2 separate regions of the Rattus norvegicus genome follow, and region 2 is linked to region 1. The links are chromatin contacts, called in public Hi-C maps. All regions are on one chromosome and are shown on one strand. Each heading gives the region's core, a stretch centred on a gene start, on an enhancer-like site or on the middle of the called end of the contact. The rest is flanking DNA. Distances are from core to core; before and after follow the strand shown. Region 1 overlaps Magi1 (membrane associated guanylate kinase, WW and PDZ domain containing 1). Region 2 has its middle 93 kb from the start of Slc25a26.

Region 1 (3,055 bases), core at 99-2,598:
CTTGTCTTTATATACTTTTTCCCCCTCAAGAGATCATAGATTCAGAGAAAATGATAAAGATAAAAAAACAAGACCTCCGTACCCATCACCTGTTTTCCCGTATTAGCTCTACCTAAACGACGACAGTAGAATTTCAAAAGTAAAACGTGACATGCATTTGGTACATGCATTTATATGAATTCTATGTTAGTCCCTTACTTGGATATATTAATACACTCAACATGTCTCACTGCCCTCCACAACAAGTTAACATAACTGTTAACTCCGGGAAGAATGGCTCTTATCAAGAAGACAGAAAAACAATTACCAAAGAGAACCCTACGAATATAAATTAGCACAGCCATTATGGAAGACGGTGCTCTCGCTCCTTCAGGAGAATTGAGAGAACCGCTATATGAGCCAACAATCCCACTGACAGGTGTACACATAAAGGAAATGCAATAGGCCTGTGCAACAGACAGCTGCTCTCACACTGTAGGCTACTCATATAAACCACGCAAACTAGAGTGAGGTAGTTTGTGCGCTTCCCCGCTCAGTCTTCCGTGTCTTCTTACTCGGATCTGTATAGAGCAGCGGTTCTCAACCTGTGTGATCCCCGAAACAACCCTTTCACAGAGGTCTCACATCAGGTACCCTGCGAATCGGGTATTTACCTTATGATTCAGAACAGTGGCAAAGTTACAGCTATTAAGTAGAGATAAAAGTGATTTTATAGTGAGGGTCACTGCAACATGAGAGCTGTATTAAAGGCTCACAGCACTGGGACGGTTGAGAACCACTGGTATGGAGAGAGTTGTCCCTGGTATGTTCCCTTTGAACTTGCTTCGCTTGTGGGCTGTTGGTTGGTCGGTTGGCCTGCTGGTGAGGACTGAACCCAACACTTCACACATGCTAGGCAAGTGCTCTACCATTGAGCGACCTCCAGAATTTTCCATGTCTCCAGAATCTTCAGTGACAGCTTCTGGGTCATCTTTCATACTTGTGGTGAGTATCCTTCGTATCCGTCCACTCTGGTAGGTGTCTACCACTTTTACTGACACTTTCAATAGCTCGTTGATTTTCTCCAATAGGCTCTATTATCAATAATTGCTGAGGCATTATTAGAGGATTGTAGGTTTGATACATGCCATGGCTACAGCAACATAGAGAAGGATTTACTTTGAGCTTACAGCCGCAGAGCTTCTGATCAAGAAAGAACAGCAGCAGAAGGCTGGAGCCGCTCAGAATCCACACTGTGAGTCTCAAACAGGAAGCAGAAAGAGCACACTAGAAACCGTATATGGCTCATGGAAACTCAAGCCTGCCCGCAATAACGTACCTCCTCCGGTAAGGTCACCCTTCCGAAGCCTACCAAGACAAAGTCACTAACTGGGGAATCACATATTCAGATGCCTGGAATATGAGTCATATCTCATCCAAACCACCCCACTAACCATGTGTTTATTTAATTTCCTTCTGTGTAATTGCATTTATTCAGCTTTCCTTATAACCCCTGGAAATGGGAGGAATCTTACCTTCTATAAAATAGAAGAACGAAATAGTCCTTTATGCCTTGTTTAACCAACACATGAACCTATGGCATATGCACCTGAGGTAGGCACTTCACTGTGAATAACAACCAAATCACAATGGCTCCACATAACCCCACTGGAAATGTGTGAGGGCCATCGAGGGTTCAATTCAAAAGTCATCGTTTGGTTTAATAATACAGACATAGAGGAATCATAGTAATAAAATATTTCAACAGCTAAATGCTTACAACTAAATATGTTAGCATGTAACCAGTTAAGTATCACTGTGCACAGTTTGATCATTCTACTTTGTTTTTCCAGTCCCTGCTTCAGACCTCTACCACAGAAGTTGCTCTGCCTCCATCAAATTTTTATGGCCATTTCTCCAACATCGAAACAAATGCCATAGCCCTGAGTTATAGGGCTATATCCTACAGAGCAGGAAGTAGCTGATTTTCCCTCCTGGGTGTCTTAAGACATAGCAAAGCAACAGCACTACCTTTTTACAACACTGCAATTTTCACTCTGTGAAGGGAGGAGGTAATAAAAGGTTATTTAATTCACACCCATTTTCTCATTTTGTTTAGCTCTTGAATTTTGTGCATGTGCAATTCTAACATAATTTCAGACAGAATTTTTTTGAGCTGCAGCAAAATGCCTTTCTGTCCTTCTTTCCTTCCTTCCTTCCTTCCTTCCTTCCTTCCTTCCTTCTCATAAGCTGCCTCGTGGCACCACAGGGTGCCATGGGCAAAGTCACGACAACTTCTGTTGCTTGGCCAGCTCTATTTCCATCTAACTCCTCTCTCTGCTTCATTCTGGACCAGGAACTTTGCTGCTCCCAGTCCTGGGTGACAGCAGCCTTCTCTGCCTTCTCACTGCAAGTGAAAATCAAATACACCGGTCTTCTCCCAAAAAAGTCTCTTTACACTTGTGTCATTTCTGTTGATCAGATTTTTCACCGCTCTGTCAAAGTACCTGACATATAACTTGAGAAGAAAGATTTATTTTGGATCATGGTTCAAGGGTTCACCAGCTGCTGAGCACTGTGTGCTTGCCAGAAGATTATGGGGGAGGGGTATATAATGAGTCATGGTGCCCAGGAAATGTAGAAGGGGACAAGGTACAGCCTCTAACAAAAGCCTCCTCCGGTGACTTACTTCCTCCAATTATATCCCGGTTTTTATTTTTCACCAGCAACTCCTAATGATGCCAATCCCAACATGAGTCCATCAAAGGACATATAATCCACTTGTTATAGTCAATCACTTCCTAAAAGTCATTCAGTTAGCAACCAAGTGGCAAATACAGGAGCCTGTAAGGGACATTTCACAAGCAGTAATGTGTTAGTAGCCACTACAATGGTCTTCAATGACTCCCACCTTTTGGTATTTGTGTTTCTCTACCATTTAGTAAGCCAGTCTCTTCCAGTCAAGATTTAAGAAGACTGAGCCTCGCCTGTCTCAGGAGGCTCTCCTGTTCTTCCCAGAGGAGCTAGATGTCACAGAGAAGTCCACTGGACGTCTTGGGGTCGACCAAGTAAGAGA
Region 2 (2,853 bases), core at 252-2,751, 310 kb after region 1:
CACTACGGACTCAGCCTAGCCTTGAAGTCTCTGATTGTCCCGCCTTTGCCTCCCAGTGTTAAGATTAAAGCTTGCTCCACTTCCCACTCTTGGCACCCGGGAACTGGGAGTCTGCATTCCGTCTTTACAGATTTACCCATCATGGACAGTTTACGTGAATGGAAGCATCCAATGTATAAATTTTTATCTTAGGGTTTCATGGCTGTGAAGAGACCCCATGACCGAGGCAACTCTTATAAAGGACAACATTTACAGTTTCAGAAGTTTAGTCCTTTATTGTCATAGTGGGAAGCCTGGCTTCCAGACAGACGTGATGCTGGAGAAGGAGCCGAGGGTTAGATATCTTGATCAGGAGAAGACTGGAATTCCACACTGGATGGAGACCTCAAAGTCCATCCCCACAGTGACACACCCCCTCCAACAAGGCCACACCTCCTAATAGTGCTAATTCCCATGGGCCAAGCATATTGAAACCACCACACATGCTGTCCCAAAATGTAGTGCTTTACCATTTTAGAAAATTGCAAAGGCAGTGAAGGCGCCACCCCTGTTCTCTGTGGTAGGTCATAGGAGAGTTTTCTGATTGTCCTTTGGAGAAAGTAATAAAATCCACGCAATCAAGTGCCCATCCTGCATGCAGATGAATGTACAGCGAAAGCAGCTTAAGGGTCGAGGAGTTTATTTCCCTTGAATTTTGAGGGTACAGTTCATCTTGGAGGGGAGAGTGTGATGCAGGGGTGGTATGTTCACGCAGGACGAGAAGCTAAAGCAAAGTCCCTCTGGGTGTTCCTGATGGGGTCTAGTTCTCTGTGCTCTGTGTCTAGGTGTGATTTGTAACACCATGCTACTTGAAGAAGGGACCCAAAGTTTAACATGTCTAAGTGAAATTGGTGTCTGTTCTTTGGCATGAAACCAGTGAAAGTCCACCTTGGTAACATCAGAATGTAACTCACAGTTCTTAAGGAGGACGACACAGCACGTTGCTATTCCCCAAGTGCTTCCTAGATTTTTGCCTGGTTCATTCTGCTGCAACAGAGATCGCACACTATCTGTTGACATGGTGACTGGAAGGATGGGCGGATGTGGGGTGTAGGATGCAATCTGAGTTAGGAAGTATTAAGTTAGGAAGTGACACCCTCATCCCAGGCTTGCCAAGTTGCATCTGCAGAGGATGTGTGCTTCTGAGAGTACCAACCTTGGAATAGGGAGGTCTGAACAGAGGCTGAGTCAGAATGATTCATGTGTCGCTCAGATATCCCAGATGCCTCTGAGCTGGAATAGCCCTGCACTGTAATCACTGCTGGCTGCCTGGGTGTCTCTTAGGCCTTTTAAAATTCTAATAGTCATACGATTCTGGGAACTGGAAAAAGGCGAGACTATCTCTAGACAACATTTACAAGGACCATGTAGGTGAAAGAGTCAAGTGTCTGTCTGTGTTGACAGGTCCCTTTGCAACTGCAGAAACCCAGGCCAAAGAAGTAGGCTCAGTCCCAGCCAACACTTTCAGAGCTGTGCGAAGGTGGTGGCTGAGTCAGAGAGATGAGGCCTGCCAGAAGAAATCCCACAGGCGTTACTGTAAAATCAATGCCAGTGCTTGAGAAAATTGAATTCAGGAGACCAGAGACTATTAGCAAAAGGTGAAAAATCTATATTTCCCATCACTCCCCAAAGCAGAGTCACTAACAGTGCAAGAAGACTGGTGAGCACCGTTGACAGAGAAAGTGAAGACACCAGACTGCATGAATGCTGGGACTCTGGGTGCCTCCCAACGTTTCTGTGTTAGACTTTCCATTATTTTGAAGAAAGAAGAAGACCCAAGAAAATAAGCTTTCAAAAGAGAAAATGGATGTGGGCTCAAGAGAGCTCAGCCTAGAGTCACTGCTTTTAAGTCTAAGACAAGGCAGAGGCTGGCAAGGGCATAGTGGGACAGAGCTGCTCGCCGAGTAATGGCCAGGAAACGTTGCCTGGGTCCAATAATTTCACCTCTAGGGGTGCAGTGTGAATGTTCCCCAACATCCCTCTTAATTATGCCTTCGTTCTGAAAGCCAGCAAGATAATAGAAGTGCAGTGCTAGCCCAGGATTACTAGCTACAGTGCTAGCCCAGTATTACTAGCTACAGTGCTAGCCCAGTATTACTAGCTACAGTGTCCGGGTCATTTGAGTAAGTGCTTTGGGCCAGTTAAGAACATGGAGGGAGCCTAGAGGCAGGAGGCTGAGGAAGGCACCCACTGCCCCACAGTAGATTCCCAGCTCTCTCCAAAGATCCAACTATGACCTTTATAAACTGCAGCAACTTTTTTCTTTCTTTGAAAGGATTATTACTTGAAAATGTCATACGTAAATACAATGTATCTTGATCAAATTCGTCCCCACTCCCACTCCTGCAGCTCCTCTATACATGCCCTCTCCCGTGCTTCCCTCCCAACTGTAGTGACGGAAATGTACTCTGTCGAGCTAGAATTACTGAGGCTTCTGGCACCAGACTTGCCCTCCAGTGCGTTCTCATTAAATGTTTTAACTCCTTCCAACTACAGGGCCTCCACACACAGAGTCCCGTGTTACTAGTTTTTGTCACTACCCGCTGCCCCTGGTCAGGAGTAGATAAGAAGAAGAGTTGGGGACAAGACATTGATTGCTTCCAAAGGCATATCCCCCTGGTCCACTTCCTCCACTTATACCCCCTACCTATTCCAAATAATGCCAGAAAATTATAAATCCATAAATCCATTAATAGATGAATCTGTAGACACAGGCAGCGCCCTCATGACATTGTCTCTCCCCAGAAGTCTCATCTCTGAGGCTGGGGAGATGGCTCAGTACAGTACTTGCAATGCAAGCATAAGAACCTGAGT

What was found. A called contact is a pair of places that touch in the nucleus more often than the background predicts.
Region 2: a contact with region 1 is called in a Hi-C map of Schwann cells, with 5 times the contacts expected there. The contact joins two enhancer-like sites. A contact is called at or near these places in 3 of 12 Hi-C or Micro-C datasets (Schwann cells, liver and psoas muscle).

The regions. Positions count from the first base shown.
Region 1 is chr4:128,194,418-128,197,472 of GRCr8, forward strand. All of the region lies in intron 1 of Magi1 (membrane associated guanylate kinase, WW and PDZ domain containing 1), which reads right to left. Among named protein-coding and RNA genes, the nearest start is that of Magi1, 170 kb to the right of the region's middle. Within about 2 kb of position 1,349, at least 2 of the 93 cell types and tissues checked have an H3K27ac peak or open chromatin away from gene starts, as enhancers often do.
Region 2 is chr4:128,499,275-128,502,127 of GRCr8, forward strand. No RefSeq gene overlaps it. Among named protein-coding and RNA genes, the nearest start is that of Slc25a26, 93 kb to the right of the region's middle. Within about 2 kb of position 1,502, at least 23 of the 93 cell types and tissues checked have an H3K27ac peak or open chromatin away from gene starts, as enhancers often do.